3 separate regions of the Mus musculus genome follow, and regions 1 and 2 are each linked to region 3. A link is a contact called in public targeted proximity ligation data. All regions are on one chromosome and are shown on one strand. The core of a region is the stretch at or near the end of the contact, and the rest is flanking DNA. Distances in the headings are between cores, read along the strand shown.

Evidence for each region.
Region 1: a targeted proximity ligation map of bone marrow-derived macrophages shows a contact between it and region 3, with 5 times the contacts expected there. A contact is called at or near these places in 6 of 484 Hi-C or Micro-C datasets (the N1E-115 cell line, bone marrow-derived macrophages, cranial neural crest and 3 more) and 4 of 130 datasets of targeted methods (astrocytes, bone marrow-derived macrophages, heart atrium and 1 more).
Region 2: a contact with region 3 is called in a targeted proximity ligation map of bone marrow-derived macrophages, with 3 times the contacts expected there. A contact is called at or near these places in 4 of 484 Hi-C or Micro-C datasets (bone marrow-derived macrophages, cortical neurons, cranial neural crest and 1 more) and 4 of 130 datasets of targeted methods (the NIH/3T3 cell line, bone marrow-derived macrophages and fibro-adipogenic progenitors).

The regions. Positions count from the first base shown.
Region 1 is chr19:16,323,417-16,327,741 of GRCm38.p6, reverse strand. All of the region lies in intron 3 of Gnaq (guanine nucleotide binding protein, alpha q polypeptide), which reads right to left. Among named protein-coding and RNA genes, the nearest start is that of Mir496b, 11 kb to the right of the region's middle.
Region 2 is chr19:16,342,213-16,346,566 of GRCm38.p6, reverse strand. The region is part of intron 5 of Gnaq (guanine nucleotide binding protein, alpha q polypeptide); the gene reads right to left. Among named protein-coding and RNA genes, the nearest start is that of Mir496b, 29 kb to the right of the region's middle.
Region 3 is chr19:16,012,713-16,016,655 of GRCm38.p6, reverse strand. No RefSeq gene overlaps it. Among named protein-coding and RNA genes, the nearest start is that of C130060C02Rik, 30 kb to the right of the region's middle.

The DNA of each region.
Region 1 (4,325 bases), core at 377-2,876, 310 kb before region 3:
ATGTAAAAACTAAATTCTGAATTAAAACGACTGACAAATTTCAATACAACAGAGGAAGGGCAGCACTGGTTTAACTTCATTTAGAGATATGCTTCCTGACTTCAGCCCTGTCCACGGGATGACGTAACTGGTACAACCACACTCACCAGGGTACAGCTTCTCCCCTGGCTTTCTATCCAGTCCAGTGACAACCGAGGAGGCTGACCCGATCAACAGACATGTCTGAGAGAATCTCCTGAATGGAGCAAAGTTATATAGGGTTCTGTTGGTTTTCAGTAAAAGGAAGGGAGGGCAAAGAAAGAGCTAAAGTAATCTCACAGTTCCTCTCCCACAGCAACAGAGTCACCTGGAGTTTAATGGCACACTAGACTTACAGCTTTATGGTAGAAGCGAAAGATATGAAAGCTCTTGGATAAATTCATGGGCTATGCAAGGAGTTTGCCCAAGATTTTATTTGGGTTAAGTCATCATAAAATTCCAAGTAATAATCCCCAAACATCTCCCTGTAGCATGTTTGAATACATGAGTGGATGAAGGCAGCCACGCCCACTAGCTTGCTTTCTTGTTACAATTAACTTCAGGATCATCTCTTGCTGTAAACAATAAAGTTTTAAGTTTAGAAAAAAGGAGCTATACCCATGCTTTGAATTATTAAAAGTAAAGAGTAAAGCTGAGACTTCGGTAAAATAATATGACCAAATCAAATTAAATTTGACTTTTTTTTTGCTTGGGATATGATTCTAAGTGATCATTAATTTTAATGATTGTCTGTCCATAGCAAATTTGAGCTACTGTGAGCATAAGAGTAACTTTGAACAACTCAATTGTCCCTCCCAGTTTTAAATGAAAGCAACCCAGAATAAGATTTGGCAACATATAAGTGAACTAGCTTTTTTTAAAAAAAAGTTTTAAAGAAAAAGTTAGAGGCATATAGACAGACCTTAGCAAGTACACCATTAAGAAAAAAGGACCTGTGGGTAGTAAGTAAGAAAAGAAGTTTCTGGCATGTGATGCAAACCCAGCTAAACACAAGATAAAACAGTGCCTTGTGGCATTAACAGCATGCTCACTGGGCAGATATTTGGCACTGGGGGATTTTAACCCCTATTAAGTGTCTCCATGGCAAGGCTGCCATGTTACAGATTTGCAGTTCAAGTTCGATATGAAGATAAAATCGTGGCACAGAAAAATGATGCTGGGTAGGCTTCATATTTTTAATTATTAAAAAGAAGGTTACAAAAACTAGGTCGCCTTCATTAAAAAAAATTAACAAGACCTCATTGTGAGAGGCCCAGTCCCTTGGGAGTAGAAAGCTAGATCATGCCATGAGATCCTATCTGACTGTCAGAAAGCAGCGAAGGCAAGGAAGAAGCCCAGACACAGCTCTGTCCAGAGCTGGATGAGCACAAAATTCCAGAGAAAAAGAGTTAAAAAAACAAAACAAAAAACCAAACCACTGGAACATTGTTAGAGAGACCTTTAAAAAATGGTTTAGTGACAGTTCTGAAATCTACTACCCTGAGACAAGGTTCAAAGCAACCCAGGTCTGAAGGCCTGGATGGAGCGGCCCTCCTCCCTCTGATCTGATTGGCCAGGAATCTGGTTCAGCTTGTTAGCTGAATGCAGTTACTCATTACACAAGCACTCCCGTCTCAAGTGAACTCAGTGGGTAAAAGGGAAGTAAGCGTTCCTCATGGCTAGTGCTCAGTGACCGGTAGCATTTATTACGGGTAGTTTTGGACATAACGTTGTTTGCTTTTCATAGGAAATCCCAAGTGCAAGGCAAAGGCCACAAAGTAGTGTTATGGATCCCGATTCTTCAGAACGTTATCTCAGGGGAGAGTAATCTCCACAGTAAAGAGAAAGGGAAGGGAGAATGGGTCCCGACTCTCTTTGACAAAAGAACTACAACAATTCACAAAGTATTTTTTCCCCTTAGCAAATATCCTGAGTATCCTGAAAAGAACTTAGCATTTAGGAAAGAGACTCAACATATTAATTCTATATACATACTGTTCAAAATGATTATCAAAGAGACCAGTGGGACCGAGCAACTCTGTGTGCCAGGCAGACCCCAGTGTTGAGTCCAGGACAAGGCCAAGAGCAACAGATTCACAACTATATTGCACAAAGAAACAGACAAAGCCTGTATTAGATACACACACAGCCAGGCACAACAATGCACACCTATAGCCCTTACTACTGGGGTGGGGAGAGGGGAGCTAAGCAGGATTGTTTGTGGCAGGGAGCCTGAGGTACTGTACTGGTGCAACACAAATGGACTGTCTCTTAAGTAGGAAACAAAAGGAAACAACAAAATCCAAAGAGAGAGACAGAGGAAGGCAAAAGAGGCCCTTAGTTCCCCTACTGAGTTTTTCTAATTTATTTTCTTGTAAGACAGCTTTCAAGGGTGTTGATTAATTCTGACCCAATTCTGAAACACCAAGAAACAATAGAATGTTGCTTCTTATCTGCCTTGCTGTGCAGTGACTATGCTTAATTCAGATAACATATACCTGTTTAATGAGAATGTATTATGTTAAATTCTAATTCCGCGTGTCTTTGATGGGAGTTGGTGGCTGGCACAAGGAACTGGTATGAAAATACATTAAAATATACTTCTTTGCCTTAGGGATGTCAGACTACCTGGGAAGCAAAGATAGTACAGATGAATCAATTGAGAAACAATTAAGTACCCAAGTGTAACTTGCTAACTAAGAATGTAATAAGAAAGGATAGGTGATCATGAACTGCAGTAGGGAATTATGTGCACAAAAGGGTGGGGGATGCTAGAGGCAGAAAAGAGAAGAAATAAGAGTAAAGAAATCAGAAATGGCACAGAATTTTCTTAGTTTTTCAACTAATACCTTTTAATCAAAGTCCATGGTAAACCAGAGAATAACTTCTTTGAAAGTGGGAATGAACCAAATGATAAAAGACCTAAATCCCTTCCTAAAGGAGTGGTACTGTAGCAATGAGTACAGTTGTACTGCACATACCCACTGGTGATATGAACAATGGGCCTATGAGAAGTCCCACTGACCACAGCTGAGAGCTAACTCTAAACACAAGCCAGTTTCCTAAGGCCATATTATTTTAACTTAGAGGTTTACTCTGTAGCACCAGGCCCTGACATTCAAGCATGATGACCATGTCCAGAGACTGATGGATGGGCCATCCTAATTTGACTTAACATATAACAAGACAACATTGAACCTATTGATTTATTCATTTATTGATTTATTTATGTATAGAATTGTTTTGCCTGCACATATTCGGAATCCAGAAGAGGGCAGTGGATCCCCAGGAACCTGAGTTACTATATAATCTTATGAGTCACCATATGGGAAACTTAACCTGAGTCCTCTGCAAAAGCTCTAAGTGCTGTTAACCATCAAACAATTCCACTAGCCTTTCAGTTTACTGTCTTAAATTGAGAAGATACAGTAATAATGACCAAGATTATCAGAGTCCGCCAGTCAGGTACGAAGGCTGCTAAATAGGCAGTGAGCCAAAAAGGAAGGAGGCTCAAAGACTCTGAGGATCCCTTGAAGAAAGCAAGGCTCCTGGGTTGTTCATCTATGCTGGGGGCAGGGCTGTCACAAGTTGGGAGCATGTTTTATCTTACAAAATCAAATCTTTCCTACAGAACGCTAACCCAATTACAGTCTTCTTAGCCACCATCAGTCAAGCACTAGACATCAAGATGGGGCAGAAAACAGCTCTCATTCTCAAAGGCCAAAGAAACTACTGAACATTTCTGGCCATTTACCTCATCTTTAGTACTAGACACTCCGTGCTGTGTACAGGCACTGCTGGGGGCAGGGGCGGGGCATTCAATCCAGAGCTCTGGGACTCACTCCTCATCAGGCCTCAGGGTGGCACGAAATGTTTCTGGACAAAGCTGAAGGAACAAAAGCCAACTATTTTCTCAACACTCTAAAACTTACTTCTGTGTTAATTCAGAACACCAGTCTTCACAGAATTCCATCTAAGTCATGAAAGTAGCGTGCAAGCTGTCTACCAACATTCATTGTTCTATAGGAAGAATTTCACCCTATGTATGGATGTGTGAGCATTTCAGGCTTTGGGATCCATATGGTCACTGTTTTAATGACCCGACTTTGCCAATTAGGTGCCAAAGCAGCTACGGACATGTACATATAAATGTGTGCAGCTACAGACATGTACATATGAATGCGTGCAGTTATGCTCTAATCAAATTTTATAAAAATACACGGAAGGCTGAATTTTCCTGCAGGCTGTTCATTCACACTATGCAGTGACAACACTGAAGATTTTAGCTCAGAACATCATCTTTCCGT
Region 2 (4,354 bases), core at 1,732-4,231, 330 kb before region 3:
CTTTGTAACACAGCCACCAGTTAAAGCCAATGGCCCTCACACCAGTAGAACATTTTCTGTGAGGCATATCTTTATTCTAAGGATGTTTTCTGAAGACGCCTACCTATAGATGTTCAGGTTAGGAACTTGTTCTTCAGGCGTACTTCAATGCTGTTTTAAACACTTTGAGTAGCCCTAAGCCAAATGGCCATCTTGATGACCTCTTGGTCATCTTGAGGCCTGTATCTTTAGTGAGCTGTGGGTCTTAGACAACCTATGGTACTTATGGCAACTGCAATGAAAACATCAGCCAGTGCCTCGTGATGCATACCCAGGACCTATGCTGGGTAGGAGTGGAATGCATGGGATGGTTCACTCATTATGTGCCCAACACCGGAAGTGTTTGTGAAGGACAGGCAAAGATGCTACTTCCCACTGCAAGCCGCCACAAACTGAGACCAGGTATCAGTCAAGCACAGACACCAGAAACTTGTCCTGGGTCCACAACAAGCCTTGAGCACAGAGGCTCCTCTCTGAGCAGGGCTGCATTTCCTCTTCTCCCTCTGGAATCCGCTCTACTTAGGTGTGACCTGGCTTCTGAAATTCCAAACCATGTCTCTGGTAGCCAGAGGCTCTAAACATCTCTTGTTCTGACAATAGTCTGGCTATTTTCCTGAAACTGAACAAAGGTTATCTATTTTTTGTGTCTCTGTAAAATGACTCTTATTGAGCACTGGCAATTTAATCATAAAACAGGCCATTTCAAATCCAGTCCTTCATACTTTACAAGTTGTGGCATCCCAGCTCTATGGGCAACTCTATGCAAGGCAGAGGAAGCACAGATGGGAATCATGCTGGAAGCATTTGGATTCTATGTTGCCTTTTGTCGGCAAGCTATTTAAGGGATGTGGAGGTAGTGAGATGGGGGCCATTGGGTTTATATTAAGCTACCAGTCAGGATGGCCATGGCTCAATGACAGTTTCTGAATGACTTCACTGGGCACACTAGTCCAGTAACTGGGGCAAACACACAGATCAGTTGTAAACTACGTGTACTAACAGTGTGCACTAATCAGGAGGAACACAGCTAATGTAACTTTAAACAGAAAGGAAAATACAGAAGCATCACATGTTCTTGTCTAAAGGAAATGCAGGGACAGAATGAAGCAGAGCGCCATGGCTCTACATGGCTAACATGGCTGTCCTCTGAGAGGCTCTACCAGCAGCTGACTCAGACAGATGCAGATACTTATAGCCAAGTATTGGACTGAGGTCAGGAGCCCTGTGGAAGAGTTAGGGGAAGGACTGAAGGAGCTGAAAGAGATTTCAAGCCCATAGGAGGAACAACAGTATCAAGTAACTGGACCCCTTGGAGCTCTCAGAGGCTAAGCCACCAACCAAAGAGCATACATGGGCTGGTCGGTGGCCCCTGCACATACATAGCAGAGGACGGCCTTGTCTGGCCTCAGTGGGAAAGGATGCACTTAATCCTGTAGAAACTTGATGTTCCAGGGAAGGGAGATGCTAGTGGGGTGAAATGGAGTGGTTGGGTGGTTGGGTGCGGGGAGCACTCTCTCAGAAGCAAAGGTGAGGGGGAAGGGGAAAAGAACTCATGGAGAAGGGACCGTGAAGGGGGGGGGCAACATTTGGAATGTAAATATATAAATAATAAAAAATTATGGGAAAACCAAAACAACAACAAAAGCCTAAGTTCAGCAGAGAAAGAATTATGTACTGTAACTGCTCCAGGCTCCATGCCCCCTTCCTCCTACTGCCGAAATGAAAATGAGAACAAAGAACAGTCTGAGCAACAAGAAAACTACCTTCTCGCGCGCGCACACACACACACACACACACACACACTTTAGAACGGAACTTGCATGGTGGCATATGCCTACACTCTTGGCCCTTGGGAGGTGGAAGTAGAATTGGGAATTCACTCAAGCACATCCTTGGCTACGCACAAATTTGGGGTTAGCCTAGGCTGCATGAAACCCTGTTTTAACCAACCAACCAACCAACCAACCAACACACCCACCCACCCCAGAGTAGAAACAAAGGTCCCATAAGACAGTGATTCTTCTGAGTATAATAGTCTTTGGTACTTGCAGCTTGGTTGCATTTACATCTATTCCATTTCTCTATCTTAAAGATGGTGTTCATGATTTAACACTTAGAACCTACAACCCAAAAAGGGTTTCCAACTCACTCAATGTGTTAAGACAAAACATTTACAGGCTGTGGTGGTTTGAATAAGAATGACATCCCACCCCCTCCTCCCATCCCCCAGGCTCATATATTTGAATGCTTAATCACCAAGGAACGGTAGTGTTCAGAAAGATGATGAGATATGGCCTTGTTTGAGGAAGTGTCACTAGGAATGGGCTTTGAGGTTTCAAAAGGCCAAATCAGGTCCTGTGAGTGTGTGTGTGTGTGTGTGTGTGTGTGTGTGTGTGTGTGTGTGTATGTGTGTCTGTCTGTCTGTCTGTCTGTCTCTACTTGCAGTTCAGGATGTAGCTCTCATCTACTTCTCCAGTACCAGGCCTGCCTGCCTATCACCATACTCCCTGCCGTGATGGTTATACTAAATGTCTGAAACTGCAGACAAGCCTCGAATTAAATGCTTTCTCTTATAAGAGTTGCCTCATAAGAGAGCTTGTCTCAGTCCAGTTTGGAGGCTGGAATTCTAACATGATGTAGCTCTATCAATGTGGCCACCAGTCAGTCTTGTTCATTAACAATTCATCCTGTGAGACCAACACTGATTTTTCTCTAAGTGAAGTCCTTAGTAACCTAGTCACCTTTGAGTAGATTCCTCTTCTAAAACATTCTTACCATTTATTATTACTATCACAGTGGGAGCCACATACACCCCTGTGGAAACTTAAGCTGTATCCGAATGAGGACAGAGTGAACACTTCCTTTGTTCTTGGGTTGTTAGACTAAGAAGACATGATTTAGGAACCAGACAATAAGGAAGCAAGAGTACTCTCAACTCCTAGTGAGAGCAGCAGCCCTTGGTTCTTCCTGGTTACATGGGCTCCTATGAGCTCCAGCTACAAAGCTATGACTAACATAAACACAGTGAACAATCAAACAGATGCAGAGGTAACAAACAGAAGGTGGAAGGTTTTAACAGACAGAGTCCCAGGATAACTTCTGTGAGATAATGTATCCCAAATATAGTAGGGAATCTGCACCCATGAAATCTCAAAATTATGGTCACCTAAACAAGCCCTGAAAAATGACATGCCAGCATAGAGGGGAAAAAAAATCTCACAAGGCCCCAACCCTACATGAGAAGCTACAGGCAATTATGGCTACTGAGAAGAGAAAATTCAGTCTTTTCCACTATGATTTGTCTAATCAAGTGCTCAGCGCTATACACAAGGGCATATGAGCAATGCTAATATATATATATAACACTAATTATAAAATAAAAGGGATCATGAATTTGAGAGGGAGTGTGTGCATGTATGTGTGGGCAGGGCAATGACATAGGAAGAGCTGGAGGGGAGAGGGGAGGAGCTACCTCTGCAATGATTGATGTAAATACAGTAATTATGTATGAAATTCCCCAAAACAGAATATGAAAAATTGAGCTGGAGATATGGCTGCTCATCCAGAAGACCCTGGATTCAATTTTTGAGACCCAGTCATCTCAAACTCCGATTCCCGGGGATTTGATGCCCTCTTCTGGTCTCCAGAGGCAATGCATGCACATAGTGCAAAGACAAACCACCCTATGCATGAAGATAAATAAAAATCACAAAAATTTATATTAAAAAAGAAGTACCAAACATTTTGTTATTAAGTAATTGCATTTTAAAAGCTGTGTTGTTTTTAGTATTTTCCATTTTGGTGTATATTTCTACCTTCTGTTCTGTTAGCTTGGAAGGAATTTTCTAACACAAAGATTTTCATGTTTTTGGCTTTCATACAGTGTTTTTCTCATACCTGAATCTTATATAGTAAATGCTTAAATCTATTGAATGAGAAAACTCTCTTAAAACTAAATTAGCAGGTGATTTTACAGATGGAAGTTGTCTCAATTTCTCCATTAAAATTATTGATGATGTGAGCTATCATGTACTTGATATTTACGTGTTCTCGGTAGTTTCTCTATTACCTATTTTAATATTCCCTACAACAAAAGACAAATAGCATCATTATTACAGTTTGAATCTGCGATGGCCCCCACAGGCTCATTTTTGGACTCCCAGTTGCCAGCTTGTGGTCCTATTCTTAAGAGAGTGGGCCCCTTAAGAAGTGGGGTCTGGGTGTTGAAGAAGACTTCTATATCCTTCTCCTGTCTACACGATTCTCTGTCTAGTACCATGGGGAATCTACCACATGTTCTCCCCACCAAGAACCC
Region 3 (3,943 bases), core at 21-2,520:
ATGCAGGGCATGGTGGGAATGCTCACCTGCCAGGACATGTGATGACACTCATTATGATTGTCAACCTTATTTTCTCAGGTGAGGAGAGACCAGAGTTGTTTCTTCCATTTCCATTTTTGATTGCTTGAGATTTCAAAGGAAGAGTGAGGATACTTGGCAGTCAATTTCTTTTCTACTCTTACTGGGCTCTTGGGACAGCAAAGTGAAGGATGTCCTAGGCAAGTCAGGACAAGCTGATGATCCCTTCAGAGCCCAACAATATTCTAATGCAGTCGGGCTTCCCCCAGACTTGGAGAAATTCCCCCAGTATTAATCACTTATCCCTCAGAACCTCCTAGAATCTGTTTCATTTAGTTATTGTTCCCAGAAGTCTCTGAAGTGAGTCACAGCAGACATTAAATTAGTTCAAGGGTTATGGGTTCTTTCAAGCAGGAAATACATCTTCTATTTTCCTTTCTATCCTTTTATTTTTATTGACATATAAATTCTGCAAATGTATGGGGCACAAGGTAAGGTTTCATTATGTAGATACCCCCCATGTAAATTAATGATATTCAGACTGTCTCTCCAGAGTTTGTACTATAACCAAAGAAGGAGAAAAAAGATTCCCTGAACTTGACGAAAATGAATTTTTCTCTAACTAATTCACTGAGTAGAAATTAATATCCCTCAACAAAAGTCCTCTCCTCTGTTGAAATGAAAGTCTGAGATAGGTTACAGTGTGCCAACTTCCCCACCTTCCTTTTTTTTCTCTTTCAGATAGCCTTCTTCCCTCACACGGACTCTCAGTTCCTCTTTTCTGCAGCTGTGGTCTGGGACATCTTCCACTAGGATGGGTGGAATGGGTGCCAACACTTCTAAAACTGGACTAATCCAAACCCACTCATCTGACCACTCCGAAGTTTTGAAGGGTCAGCAGAGCATGGCAGAACTTTGACGGATTGGCTGATACACAAAAATTTCAGAATGAACTCTTTGTGGCGGCATCAGCGTGCTTCTGAGCAGTTGTTTCTCTGGATCCCTGCAGACGGTATAATCCAAACTGCTTTGCTGCTGCTAGCAAGAGCCTAAGAGAAACATAAAGTCTTCTTGGTAACAGAAGGTGGACGAGGCAGCTAGGGCAGAGAAGTGCTTTATGTTCCAGTTTGCTTCCATTGCTGTGATAAAACCCACAACCAAAACAACTCGGGGAGGAAAGGGTTGATTTATTCATCTTCCGCTCGATGTCACAATCCATCTGTGAGGCAAGCCATGGCAGGAACTCAGGCCAGGAACTCAATCAAGGCAAGAACCTGGAAGCAGGAACTAAAGCAGAGTCCACAGAGGAACTCTGCTTACTGGTCTGCTCAGCTTGCTTTCTTATATAGCCCAGGACCAGTTCTCTAAGGGTAATATCATTCACAGCAGGCTGGGCCCTTCCACATTAATCATCTATCAAGAAAATGATTCAAAGACTTGCCTAAAGGCCAATCTGAAGAAGGAATTTCTTAACTGAAGTTCCTTCTTCCCAGATCACTCTATTTTGTGTCAAATTGACAAAACCCAACCAAGACAATCTGTTTCCCATTCTTGGTATACTGTCAATAAGAACGCATATGTTCCGTTAGATGCTCAAAACTCCTTTAAGGGCATTAAGTAAACCCAAGTCCTGAAGACACAGCATGGCACACCCTTCTGAGTTTCCTTTCAGCTCTTGGTCTTGAGTTATTTTCTTTTTCTTTGCAGTCTCCATGTCTATTTACATGGCCATTGTTTAAAATCTGATCACCCTCCATGCCAAATCTTTAACCTCAGCCCCTCTAGACAAAGTCATGAGCTAGGCTCACATCTGTGACTCACTTTCTTCCAGAGTCACGAGGCTCCATGGTGGAAGTTAGGGTGGGTGTCAATAAATTAGAAGACCTAGGGACAAGCTACATGGATCCAAGGCTGAGTTGCTTAGTCATCTTCCTATATTCACTCCAAAATAATAAGAAGAAATGACATTTGGAACCACCACATGCTAAGAATTTATCTTATGTATTCATTTTTTGAGACAGTGTCTCACTTTGTACATTTGGCTTTTCTGAAAATCAATATGTAAACCAGGCTAGCCTTGAACTCAAAAAGATCTACTTGCCTCTGCCTTCCAAGTGCTGGGGTTAAAAGAATGTTCCAGAATACCTGACTCACATACTAAGAATTTAAATTCTGGATGCTGCACAAATGAGTATGCTCTAGTCTTCAGAAGTAAAGTGACTTTTCCTTCTTAAAATATTTGTCCAAAATTATGACTGAGTCACACAATAAAGGGTGAAACAAGATCATTGAGAACTTTTAAAATATTTCTCCAGTTACCAGGCTTAAGCTGCTTATATCTTGGAAGCTCTTACTTTTCTGAGATGCACAAAGATAGACAGCAGGGAACCAAGGTCATTACGTAACTGCTTAGCTCCATGTCTAGCATCTGAGGTCATGATGGCATCTGTGCTTGCAAGGCTTTGGGTAGTTCTTCCCTCCTGCTGTTGTTTACAGCCTATTTGTTCTGTCATGGGTTGGTTCAACTCTGTGTCTAAAGCTTTCCTCAATGGATTATGACAGTCCTAACATTTCCCATTATCCATCATCCTGAGGTCTCCATTACACCTTAGGGTTCACCATCCTAGCTTCATCCTAGCTTTCAGGCCCTTCTGCTGTCTCAATGGCTTTCTGGAACCTTGACATAACCTCTTTAACCTCCATGCTTTTCATCCTTCATTTCTACAAAATCCATATCATCTGGATAACTCTGCCAAGTGTCTTAGTCAGGGTTTCTATTCCTGCACAAACATCATGACCAAGAAGCAAGTTGGGGAGGAAAGGGTTTATTTGGCTTACACTTCCATACTGCTGTTCATCACCAAAGAAAGTCAGGACTGGAACTCAAGCAGGTCAGGAAGCAGGAGCTGATGCAGAGGCCATGGAGGGATGTTCCTTACTGGCTTGCTTCCCCTGGCTTGCTCAGCCTGCTCTCTTATAGAACCAAGACTACCAGCCCAGGGATGGCACCACCCACAAGGGGCCTTTCCCCCTTGATCACTAATTGAGAAACAGCTGGATCTCATGGAGGCACTTCCCCAACTGAAGCTCCTTTCTCTGTGATGACTCCAGCCTGTGTCAAGTTGACACACAAAACCAGCCAGTACACCAAGTTTTCCAAACAGCATGAGATGTTTAGACACCTGCCTTTGGACCAAAATTTCAGGGACCACTGTGTGCTTGTCTTAGAGGAAACAGTTTTTTTGAGCAGGAAATCCCTTCAGCGTTATCCTCATGTCAGGCTCTTTCCCTTCAAATGAGTATCCGTTCTTACAGGCTGGAGCTTTCAGTGGGTGGGGTCTTGCCATGTGAGTACCTCCTCATTACTCCAGTGACAGTGTGAGTTTTTCTTTAATGGCATCAAGAACTTTAACAATTACCGATTCTTTATCTGCATGCTCCTGGTCCAACAACCTTAAGTTTACCCATATCCATATTCCTTCTCTTTGGAAACTTCACAGTTTTCATCTCTGTCTCTGTCTCTCTGTCTGTCTCTCTCTCTCTGTCTGTCTCTGTCTCTGTCTCTGTCTCTCTCTCTCTCTCTCTCTGTATTTCTGTACACCCGAATAAGAGCAGCAGGCAGTAGCCATAACTAGGACTGAATGTGTTGGGAGCCGCCCCCACATTCGCCGTCACAAGATGGCGCTGACATCCTGTGTTCTAAGTGGTAAACAAATAATCTGCGCATGTGCCAAGGGTATTTTACCACTACATGTACTCTGTCTTTCCCGTGACGTCAACTCGGCCATGGGCTGCAGCCAATCAGGGAGTGATGCGTCCTAGGCAAAGAATAATTCTCCTTTAAAGGGGACGGGGGTTTCCGCCATTCTCTCTCTTGCTTGCGCTCTGCGCTCTGGCGCTCTGGCGCGCTGGCGCTCTGGCTCCT